Regions from separate parts of the Mus musculus genome. Here region 2 is linked to region 1. The links are chromatin contacts, called in public promoter capture Hi-C maps. All regions are on one chromosome and are shown on one strand. The core of a region is the stretch at or near the end of the contact, and the rest is flanking DNA. Distances in the headings are between cores, read along the strand shown. Region 1 holds the start of Pcf11 (PCF11 cleavage and polyadenylation factor subunit). Region 2 overlaps Prcp (prolylcarboxypeptidase (angiotensinase C)).

What was found. Promoter capture Hi-C pulls out the DNA fragments that hold promoters and counts their contacts.
Region 2: a promoter capture Hi-C map of the HPC-7 cell line shows a contact between it and region 1. The contact joins the enhancer-like site here to the promoter of Pcf11 in region 1. A contact is called at or near these places in 6 of 39 promoter capture datasets (the C10 cell line, the HPC-7 cell line, cranial neural crest and 3 more), 1 of 484 Hi-C or Micro-C datasets (erythroblasts), 2 of 115 datasets of contacts at active chromatin or transcription factors (embryonic stem cells and stem cell-derived neural progenitor cells) and 3 of 9 other capture datasets (adipose tissue, liver and pancreatic islet).

Annotation. Positions count from the first base shown.
Region 1 is chr7:92,667,315-92,673,313 of GRCm38.p6, reverse strand. It overlaps Pcf11 (PCF11 cleavage and polyadenylation factor subunit), which reads left to right and starts at 3,402. Exons shown (of 16, transcript NM_029078.3): 1 at 3,402-3,885. The coding sequence starts at 3,694.
Region 2 is chr7:92,901,521-92,907,519 of GRCm38.p6, reverse strand. Prcp (prolylcarboxypeptidase (angiotensinase C)) reads right to left here. Exons shown (of 9, transcript NM_028243.3): 3 at 2,308-2,409. Among named protein-coding and RNA genes, the nearest start is that of Gm40448, 27 kb to the right of the region's middle. Within about 2 kb of position 3,034, at least 13 of the 459 cell types and tissues checked have an H3K27ac peak or open chromatin away from gene starts, as enhancers often do. A contact at or near this core is called in the HPC-7 cell line, where this site is marked.

The DNA of each region.
Region 1 (5,999 bases), core at 2,153-4,652:
TCTGGCTCTTTGGAAGGGTAGCCAGTTCTTTTAACCACTGAGTCATCTCACCAGCCCCTGAATTTTAGAACTCACTAGCCTAAAACTAATTCACCTAATTTTCAGAAAAATAGATACATAGACACATAGATAAATTGTCTATGTAACTGTTATCTAATGATTTCTTCCAATAGTGAAACATTCCATTGCAGGGAAGCTTTTTAAACAGGAAGGTAAGCAACTTAAAACAGCTTCAGGAAGTCCCTGAAATTGAGCGGATTCACTAAGTCCTTCCCTGCCAGAGTAAGTAAAAGCAACGGATTTTCAGAGGAGACAAGCTGCAAAGAAGACCCTAAAACCATACTAGCTGCCCGGAAGAAACAGAAACCAGCCCAGCTGCCTGGAAGAGGTTTAGACCAACTGAGGCATCTGGAAAGGACACTCTCCAACCTGCAGAACTGCTGCAGGCTGGGAAGTGTGCTTCAAGTTCCCAGGTTTTGTGAGCTGTCACCCATGCGGGAGTGGGCTTTGGTGATGTAGCTGTCTTAGAGTCATTTCTGCTCCTGTAAGTAACCCAATAAATCTCATTGGTTTACCAAGTTGTTGTGGTGGTATCAGTACTTTGGTCTGCTGTGGGCTCCCTATCTGGAGTGAGTAGGTGTGTGAGAGAGCCTTCCTAAGAAAAGTTTTGTCATACAGCAGTAACCAAATCATGTTAAATTTTTTTTTCATTTGACAAAGACAATGAAACAAAACCTAAAACCCAGCATAAGCCACAATAGCCATTTGAGAAACCAACACTACAAATATAAGCACACAAATATATTTTAATATGTCTTTTGTTAACTCATGAAACTTAAATTGTACTTTTGATTTTTGCACACAAAGGAGATAACCTAAGAATATTTTTTAAAAAAAGTACCCAAGGAGCTAAAGGGATCTGCAACCCTATAGGTGGAACAACAATATGGACTAACCAGTAACCCCCAGAGCTTGTGTCTCTAGCTGCATATGTATCAGAAGATGGCCTAGTTGGCCATCAGTGGAAAGAGAGGTCCATTGGTTGTGCAAACTGTATATGCCTCAGTACAGGGGAATGCCAGGGCCAAGAAGTGGGAGTGGGTGGGTAGGGGAGTGGGGGGGATGGTATGGGGGACTTTTGGGATAGCATTGGAAATGTAAATGAGGAAAATACCTAATTAAAAAAAAGAATCGGATTTGGAAACTGAAAAAAGATATGATATGGACTTATTAAAGATGTAGCTTGGCAGTAATATACTTGCCCGGATGTATGCCACCCTGGATTTGATGTCCAGTATTGAAGAGATAGAGAGGAGGGAGGGAGGAGGGAGGCATGGGAGAGGGAGAGGGAAAGAGAATGAGGACAAGAGAGAGAATATGAATATATCTACCAAACTGAGGAATTATTTTTTAAAAAACAAAATCTAAAAGTAGTACTGGGCACTGTGTTACAAGCCTTTAATCCCAGCAGAGGCAGGCAAAATGCTGTGAGTTTGAGGCTAGCTTACTCTACCCAGAGAGTTCCAGGTTAGCCAGGGACACAGTGAGACACTTTCTCAAACCAAACCAAACCATCCCCAAATTTTCACATTCAAAGGAAACCCCAACTCCTCAAACTCCAAAAGGCAGTTTAAATATCCAGAAATGGGCTCAGTCTGGATTGTAGGAGGATTTCTGGCAGTTATATAAAAGTCAGCACTCCTCAGGAACTTGTGAAACCAATTCCCCTCTGTCCAAAAGACATATGTGGTTACGTTGGTGCCTATCAGGATATCAAAGCACACAAATGCTGGCATTCAGGCTCCCTGGTACCACAAATACCTGTTACAGTCTTCAAAGTGCATGCTAGCATCCTAGCCCTTTTCTCCTCCTCAGGTACCCTAACCTCCCTCCAGCCCACAGGCTTCCATTCTGCCAGCTCCTCATTCTTTATAACCCTGCTATTCTTGCTGGTTTTTTTTTTTTTTTCTCTTCCTCTGCTCTGCTTTTCCTTCTCTTACCATCTTTGTCGTCTATCCGCCGCTATTCTCCCTTCTCTCAAAGACATCCATGGCCATGGTCTGATGGTCGTGTTCGGTTTATCTTTTTCTCTGCTCTGGATTCTCCAGATGCCATGGCAGTTCTTTCTTTATATCTACAATAAAAGCCTTCCCTTTAACCATAGCATGGAGTGGACGTGTCATCAGTTTGTGTGTGTATGTGTGTGTGCGAACTATCCCTCCACTGTGCTTCATAGTTCACTAAGGCTCTGACAAACTATTTGTTTTGTGTATCTTAAAAACCAGATTATAGAAATCTAAGGTATTTTTCCATATATCTCAGATGTATTTTTTTTTTTTTAAACAAGGTCTCTGTACGTAGCCTTGGCTGTCCTGGAACTCACTCTGTAGATCAGGCTGTCCTTGAAATCAGTGATCTCCGTTCTGTCTCTTTAGTGCTGGGATTAAGTGTTATGTTTTTTTGAGATAGGGACTCGTTAAGTAGCCCTGGCTGGACTGGAACTTGACATTTAGACTTGACAGGTCTCGACTCCAAGAGATCCACCTTCCTCTGCCTCCTGAGGGCTGAGGTTCAAGGCCTGAGCCATCAAGTATGGCTCAGATATTGTATTTATTCTAAGGCCATTTGGAAATGTAGCAGATTGAAGAGGTGAGTGCTATTAGGTTATTGTGAATACCCTTCCAGAAATGTGACTTCTTCAAAAGATCTCCAGCTCCTCTGGGAAAGCTTTTCTCACATAGCACCTCCTAATAAAAGCATTTTCCTGGGGACTCAACTCCTGCAAGCCTGTCTAGGTGCTTTTATGAGTGTGGCAGTTAGCAGGAGTTACTCCAGTCTGGATTCCGGGTAGGGCAGGCGTCTCCGCCTTAATGCCTGAGGGACAGCTGGCTCAGCGAGCCCCGCCCAGGCTCCCGGGAGCACCTGAGACGGGGCGACTGGCCTTGACTGGAGGCTTTCGCTCTTCCAGCTCATGCCAACCCCCGCCCGCACCCAGGAGGCAAGCGGGAGGAGGATGGTTGATGGAGTCGCCCAGTGGTTGGAGGAGTGCATAGGAAGGGGCCTGGTGCAGCTTTCATAAACTGGTTGGGCCGGTCCTCTGGAGCCTCCGTCCTCTACTGGCTTCCCTGGATGGGTTGTTATGGTAACAAATGACCGAACAGTCCCTTACGAATTGGCCAATGAGAGCCGACCGTCCTTTGCACCGCGTCTCCGAGCCGGAGGTGTTGCGAAAGCCGAGACTCGACCGAGGAAGAAGGCGGTGCTTGGACGTATTGCGGAAGGGCCGGGGGCGGGGCCTGTGACACGCGCGGGCCAGCCAATCCCGCCTGGTGTTTCCAACGGCCCCGCCCCTTACCGCACATTTCCCCTCCCCTAGTTCATTTCGCACGACGCAGCGGTTGGGAACACAGACATTTTCGGAGCTGGAGCCGCCACTGCCGCCGCCATTTTGTGTCTGTGGAGAAAGAAGCCCCGGCGGCGGCTGGAAGCGGACGGAGATTCCCCGTGAGGCTGCGGCGTTTCTTCCCCGAGGTTCCCCCTGGGTCGTCCCCCATCCCCCCTCCGTGGTCAGCATGTGGTGAAGCCGCAGCCGCCGGAGACCCGGGGAGCGAGGCCGAGGCGTCGGAAGGGAGGCGGGGTGTCGAGCGGCTTCAGCTTCGGCGGCGGCGGACCTCGGAGGGGGGCCGCGGCGCAATGTCAGAGCAGACGCCGGCGGAGGCCGGGGCTGCGGGGGCCCGGGAGGACGCCTGTCGGGATTATCAGTCGTCGCTGGAAGACCTGACCTTCAATAGCAAACCGCACATCAATATGCTGACCATTCTAGCCGAGGAGAACCTGCCCTTCGCCAAGGAGATCGTCTCTCTCATCGAGGCCCAAACCGCCAAGGTTTTTATACACCCCGCAGCCTCCTATTCTTCTAATACTCCTTGATTTTAGTGTCAGCCTCATCCCAGGTCTCGCTTCCATCCGAAGGGGGACGGAGTTCCTCCTCTCCAACCCCCCACCCCCGACTCGGGCTTGGTCTTTGGCCCCGGCTGGGAGCGTGGGCCTCTTTCGGGAGGGAGCGGGGAGGATGCAGGGTGGAGCCCCATTTCCGCTTACCAACTCCCTATTTAGGCCACCTCTGACTACGTCCCCACGCTCCACGCATCGGGGACAGCCTTTCGGATGGGGGAAATACTTAGAGGCAGTTGGTGTTTGGGGAGCGAAAGAGTTAAAAAACAAACCATCTTAAGCCCTTGGGAAGGTGGGGAGGGGCTTTCCCTCAGTGTCCTTTTTGGGGAATTGTGCTCTGTGGGTTGGAAGGAGGTGAAGGGGGACCTGGGAGCGAGCTGTCGGTGGGTTGGGTATAGGGAATTGGCCCCGAGTGGAGCAGCGGCCTGTTAGCTCAACATGGCGCCTGCAAAGCACATGATGCGAAAGGGAAGAGAGGAGAGAACCCATTCCCTGCCAGCCAGGCAGCTGCTCTCACCCGTCAGCCCCATTTTGGGGTGGGGGCTGTTGGATCAAACTTTTATTCTCCTCTCGGAGGGTCTGATTTTGCCCCAATGGTAGGAAAATTGGGCTGAGGATGGGGTTTGGGTGTGTGGGGGAGGTCTTATCCAACCTGTAGGTGGAGAATTGGCCCAGTGGGTAACAAATACTTGGAAGTTTCTTTGAAAAATTCAGTCCCTCCTTTTCCTATTCTCGTTTTCTCCCTTCCCTGATAGTGAAGGCTTGCTTTTCTTCACCCCTTGAGCGAAGTGGTCCTTTGCTACCTTCTGTTTTCCCTCTGGTCTTGCTCTTCTGTGGATTCATGTGGGAGCGATATGTTATTTAAGTAAAGTTACTGTTAAACTTAGTTTATATTGAGTCTTAACCGTTTCCCAATTAATACGTTTTAAGTTACTTTTCAAGCTTGTACTTAAGGTTTAGTTTTTTTTCTCTAGTTGTTAGTGATTGCAATTATCAGGATGAGCCTCCTTTTAGCAGAGTGAACCCCTTTTAAAAGGCCACTTTAACAACAACCACCAATATGTTGTTTAGAGACGGTTTCTGTCTAGTGTACAACTGAGTGGTCTGACTCTAATAAATGGTTTTGAAATGTGTGACTGGTATTATAAAATTTGTGAATAAAACATATAAAATATGTATTTGTCTTTTTTATTTACCTTTGTAAGGTGTAGAATCTGTTTCCAAGAATTTTTACTTTTGTGGTTGTGTGTTTTAAACAAAAGTCTTTAAGTGACTTGGGTTCATTCTTCTTTAGGTCCATCCACTCTTTTGGGTAAATCAGTTCACAAGATACACGGTTTCACGTGGTCCTTTCAAATCTTAATTTAAAGAGGGGGAAAAGGTTTTTTTTTTTTCTTTAAGGGCCCAGCAAATTTATCGTGTTCATTTTTGACAGCTAAAACAAGTCTTCACCTTTTCCTGTCGAATGCCTGTGAAGCAGCTGGTTTTTAAAAGTAGTATGAGGTTTAAGAAGGAAGTGCTCCTCATACCCAACTTTTTGTTGATAACTACATACATGTTGGCAGAGAAAATATACCTTTTTTTTCCTTGTTGAAGACTTAACATTAAATACCTTTAAAAAAAGAACAGCACTTGGATTTATAAGAACAAAAGTTTTCATACTATATTTTGGGTTTTGGTATTCACAGCACTTAATATTTAGCAGCTCAGATTGCATTCAAAGGAGACAGCTTCTTGCTGGTTTTAAAATGGACCTACAAGACCTTGGAGAACTGAAAACTTTATGCATTATGTATTTGTGTGTTTTGTTACACAAAGTGGTGAAAATAGGTGGACTACTTTTTCAAGTCAGTTCAAAGTTTTTGAGCACATGTTTCCTGGTTATTTTTGTAAAGCCAGACTAAGTGGCAGATGTAAAAGCCCCTGTGGGGAAAGACTCGTAACCTGGGCCGGGGTGAGGGGAGGGCTCGACATTACTTGGTAGCAACTGGCTTGGTTTAATGCTTCTGGGAGTATATGTTTGTGTCCTTACTCTTTAGCATCTC
Region 2 (5,999 bases), core at 1,785-4,284, 230 kb before region 1:
GATGAGGACCTTCAGCCTCTTGATAATATCCACAGCAGTTTATAATTCCTCTGATGACTTGCTAAGAGTGGATTCAAGCCTTCAGATGATCCAAGGACTTTGTCCAACATTGTAGCCTAGAGTGGCCGCTGAAGGAGAAACACCCAACTAATTCTTCCTAATTCCTTACAGGAATTATGAAATAATAGTAAATGCTTTCTGGCATTCTAGTGTGTTTGCTTATGCTTACTGTGCCACAAAGTCATTACCATTCCTTTTCTCCTATCTGCATCCCCCACTCCATCAACCTTTACCCTCATCCATATATACTGACTTCTCACCTCGTCTCTCGCTGTCATAATTTTCTTCCATTTTAAATGGCACTCTATATATAGTTGGGTGCAATTGCTTCCAATTTTCAAATAATATGTATAACATCTCTTATGCTTGGGTGCAATTGTTTCCAATTTTCAAATAATATGTATAACATCTCTTATGCTATTGACAACTTTTGTGTGCACAGGAAGAGAAAGAAGCATATTTTAAAAACACAGGTATGGTTTCACTTTGCTAACAGATAACAGATAATAGTAGATTGCAGCAACCTACAGAAAGTTAAGATGCAATGTGTAACAATTTGACTGTTTCCCAATAGTTTCAGGACCACTGGTCACATGTGTATGTACAATAGTAAGCTAAAGGACAAAACTGTCCAATCAATCCAACAAATTACAACAAACCACTCTGCCACTGACTTATAGAACATGTACGTTTTAAACTTATTTTTAATTACTTCATTTATCATGACATAATAAACTCAGTTAACCAAATATAAAATTTAAAAAGCTCCTTTCAAAACAGCCTAAAATATGACTATTCTCAAATTATTTTAGGTGACAATTCACAAAAGGATGGCATCACACTCAATTGAATAAGATAGAAGACATTAGGTATGGCACAAATATTTTAATGTAATATTTATTGTCATATTTTAAAGCAACTTGAAAAACATAAAAGTAGGGCTGGTGAGATGGCTCAGTGGTTAAGAGCACTGACTGCTCTTCTGAAGATCCTGAGTTCAAATCCCAGCAACCACATGGTGACTCACAACCATCTGTAATGAGATCCAATGCCTTCTTCTGATGTGTCTGAAGACAGCTACAGTGTTCTCATATACAATAAATAAAATAATCTTAAAAAAAAGAAAAACATAAAAGTAGTGGAAACTTTTAGAAATTGAGTTCCCTAAGGGAAATATTAGTAACATGATATGTGGGAAATTATTATAGCTAGATGGACATGAGGAAAATCAAGTCATTGAGTGGAAGAAAAACTATGCTGGCTCATTAAGGACAAAGCCTGACAAAGGTCAAGGCCAGGGGCTCCTGTAAGAAGGGAAAGGCTAATGAGAACACCAGGGTTAACATGACCTCATTTATATGCTGGTTATATGCTACTGAAACTCCTTCTCATATATTTGCATACTCGTTTACTCCTGATGTAAGAAAAATAACTTAGGTCACCTTTTACAGAGCAGAGTCGCTTCCTGACACTGTTGAAAAAATGAAAACTCCAGCACTGTGTGCAGCAATGGAGTGAGACTGACCTGGCTGAAGCTAGGATGAACTGAACTGTAACTAGCAGGGGCTGTACAGGTAACTTAAGGGTTACTTAAGGATTACTTGAACAGGTTAGGCCTTTCTCGGTTCCCCAGAACTACAAACAAAACCAAACCAGGAGCCACTGATAGGGACCTGGAGAGGAAGCTGAGCAAGTCAGAGCACTTGCTACTCTTGCAAAGGACCTGGGTTTGCTTCCCAGCACACACATGCACACACACACACACACACACACACACACGCACACTGGGCTCACAACTATCCATAACTGGAGTTCTAGGGGATGAAGTGTCCCCTTCTGAACTTCTCAAGCACCAGGCTCCCACATGGTGCATAGCCACATGCAGGCAAAACAGTTATATAGGTAGAATAGGTCTGAATTTTCTTTTTTAAAGTGACTGCCTGCGTTTGATCCTTAGCACAGAAAGAAAGAAAGAAAGAAAGAAAGAAAGAAAGAAAGAAAGAAAGAAAGAAAGAAAGAAAGAAAGGAAGAAAGAAAGGAAGAAAGGAAGAAAGGAAGAAAGAAAGATTCTCATTTTGTACAAATTATACATATAAAGGAAAGATAAAGTACAAATTATTAAGTTTTCAGCACTTCAAACTAAAGTGATCTCACGCTGTTTGAGTATAAAATGTTCTAAACTTAAACAAATAACTACCACAAAGGATACTGAAAATCTTTAACCTTAAAAGAAACATGTGTACATACCTTGAAGGAGTCCTGACCAAAGGGAAGGGACTCCCCATAGTATCGATGCTCAGCGAACACCAGCATAGCTTTCAGCTCCTCAGCCACATCCCACATGAACCCCTAGGAAGAGTTTACAGACTCACAAGTCAAATTGGGCCATGAAATAGCGCAATGAACTTTTGCAAACCGTATGAAACAGATGTCAGACCAGACCAGAAAGAACTCTCTAAAAACTGTGTAATATATGTGTGTTCTACTGGGGGTGGGGGGAATCTACACTAGCTGTGTCACAGTGTAATACAGAGAAACAAAATAAGATCAGTATGTTCATCTAATAGTCACCTCATCTCTTCTTATCCTGACTCTCTGACCCTGAGTCAATATTATATTTCAGTCTTCAAACTGCACAGTGGTTAATATTCTAGGAAGGAGGTAAAGATATCTAAGTGTCAAAGACATAGACAGACAACATAGAGAAATTAAGAAATAAATAAGCATATTAAAACCCCTTGGGATTTTAATCTAATTTATCAGAAAATCAACAGTATCTAACAGCAGCTGTTATTAATTACTGCTTGCAATGTGTCAGATACTGCTCTAACCACACCTGTAATAATTCACTTAATTAGCACAATAAACAAGAATCAGGCACTGTGGTTTTACAGGCAAGGACACAGACACAGGCTCAGTGTTCACACGGGCTGTAATGCAGAGCATTCGCCAAGGCCCCTAGACTTCCTTCCTGCACACTGCCGGCTCCTCACTAATCACTCACTGCCTCTTTCCCTTTAACTGGACGGCGCCCTCTGAATCCATGCTAAGAAAGCATCCAAGGCGGACAGCCTTAATTGATTAGATCAGTGGTTCTGTCTCTGGGTTGTGACCTCTGGGAGATAACGAACAGCCCTTTCTCTAGGGTCTTCTAAGATCACAGGAAATATCAGATGTTTACGCTATGATTCATAACAGTTGCAAAATTACAGTTATGAAGTAGCAACAAACAAAATTTTCTGGTAATAAACTGGGAAGCTGTATTAAAGGACTGCAGCATTAGGAAGGCTGAGAGCCTTGAGATTGGACAGTTTAGCATAGCATAGCATTCGCTGTAGATGTTGAATATGGTACTATTTCCTAATGAGGCAAAGGAACTTTAAATGGCTTTGGTTATTTTCACTAATCTATAAGGATCTAGGAGCTACCTGAGGGGATAATGGGTATGTTACCCTGATACCTGTGGTTTTCGAGGACACCCCCCCCCCCCGCTTCTCTTTCAGGGAGATAGATGGTCACTCTTGTCACATATCACAGATCCAGCCACACCCAGCTCAATCACACTCTCCCCTGCATGCCCCAGCCCAGCAGAGCTGGCCATCTATCTCCTCTCAACACCAGAGGGCAGCAAAGAGCTCCTGCACCTGCTGCAGCAGGAACTCACATGCATGCCTTACACCACCAGACTGCAATGGTTTAAGAGAAGGAGCCCAGCTCTGTGGAGTTGGTCTCAGGCTTTGACCGGAAACAATGATGTGATTAGTGGTTATTTGTCTGCATCCATTTCGAGGGTAATTTTACCTCTCAAAAGAGGACTATGTCATTGATTTGTTAACAAGCTGTACCAGCAAGTTCTTTAATCTTATTTAGTCCTCACACATATGGGAGCTAGGCTTTCTTACTATACCCACTGAAGAAAAGGCTGGAGTCCAAGGCTTGCTCAACTAAAATAGCAAACTGACAGTCAGGACGGACGCCTCATGCATCTGTCTTCACTGCTTCTCAAAAACTTAAATGTCCAGAAGTGAACGTCCAGTTGAAATGCTTTAGTTGATAGGAAGATGCCAAGGGCTGGGGACATCTGGGATCTGCCCTCTTAGGACCCAACCTCCTAGGATCTGCTTTGGACACTTATTTAAAACTGTTTTTCTTCTTCACCTCTCTGAGGACATGGATACCCAGAAAGGGTTCAGTGGGGGCTGCAGATCGAATGAACATCTCTCTGCCTGAAATAAAACAGAGGAACTGGCCGGGAAAGGTTGCTTGTGGGTTCCGCAGAGAACATTAGCTACAGGGAAGAGTACAGTGTAGTATACATCTTTAATCCCAACACTCAGGAAGCAGAGGCAGAAGCAGCCAGATCTCTGGGTTCAAGGTCAATCTAGTCTATATAGCAACTTCCAGGACAGCCTGGGTTACATAGAGAGACCCTGTCTCAAGCAAATGAAAAGCAAATCAAAAAGGAAAGAGACAAAGCAGACCTGTTTTATACAAATAGCCCAGGAATCTGGACACTTACCTAATGTCTTTTCTCAGGAGCTATATAAAGCATATTTATTCATTATTAATTTTTTATTTTTATTTTATCATTATTATCTTATTTTATTTCCTTTTTTGGTTTTTCCAGATAGAGTTTCTCCATGTAGCCCTGGCTGTCCTGGAACTCAGTCTTTAGACTAGACTGATCTCAAACCACTCTGCCTCCCTAGGACTGAGATTAAAGACATATATCACCAGGGCCTGACATTTAAATTCTTTCTTTATTTGTTCGTTGGTTTTTCTCTTGATTATTTGGCTTTGCAAGGTTGGGTGTCAATATACAAGCAGGAAAGACTCAAATTTACAGTTTTCTGGCCCCACCCTTCTGAGAGGGTGCACCCCCATGCCCGTGGGATTTGGGTCTTGGTCATCTGAAGAAAGTAATCACACGTGAGTAAGACAGTAACTGTATACTTAGAGTCATGCCTTTCCTGTCAACTGAATTCAGTTCAGCAAACATTTCTCATAATTCCCTGAGAATGGTGCCCTGGGGCACTGAACTGAACCCTGCACTACTCCCTACAGGGCAGGAGTTCACAGCCTAGCTTCTTGGGAGAAATTTGACATTATCTAGTCACAGCACTGTCTGTGTTCCTTCCAAACTGTTTTGTCAATAGATGCATTGTTAAATGGTGATAGAAAATTAAGTCAGTAAAGCAAATTAATAGATTATACTATTTTAATTCTAACAAATTAAAAACGGGTAGAACAGAAAACTAGATGGAACAGTGGCTACTTTACCCCCCCCCCCTCCAACTGGACAGTCAAACTTGTATATTTTTCTTTGTTCGCACTGGTTTCATTTCAGTCTTACTTATTAATTCGGTAAATATTTATTGATCATCTACTAAACACACAATACAAATCTTCACTTTAAACATACAGTATTAAACACAAAACATTCCTAGCCTTACATTTACCTTCTACAGGCTAAGGATACACAATACTGCCCACTGGTGTGGAAAAACCAAAATTTTTCCCCCCAAAGTAATTTTGTCTGCTTGTCTGTCTGTCTGTCTTCGTTGAGACAGGGTTTCATACAGTTCAGCCTGACCTTGAACTAGGTGACAGCACAGGCTGGCTCTGAATTCCTAGCACCGTCATTTTTCATTCTCTCAGGAACTTTTGCCATCTTTCTATTAATATTGAGTTTCTTTTATTTTATTTTTCATTACATTTATGTACTCATTTGGGGAGAGCACATGCCACATCACACTTGAGGACAGCAAAGAAGAACATATAGGAGCTGGTTTTCCATCAAGCAGGGCTCAGGGATGAAGTCAGGTCACGAGCCTTTGCCAGCTGAGCCATCTTGTTCACTCTCCTTTCCTTGTTCACTATCTTTTTTTTTGTGGTTTTTCGAGATAGGGTTTCTCTGTGTAGCCCTGGCTGTCTTGGAA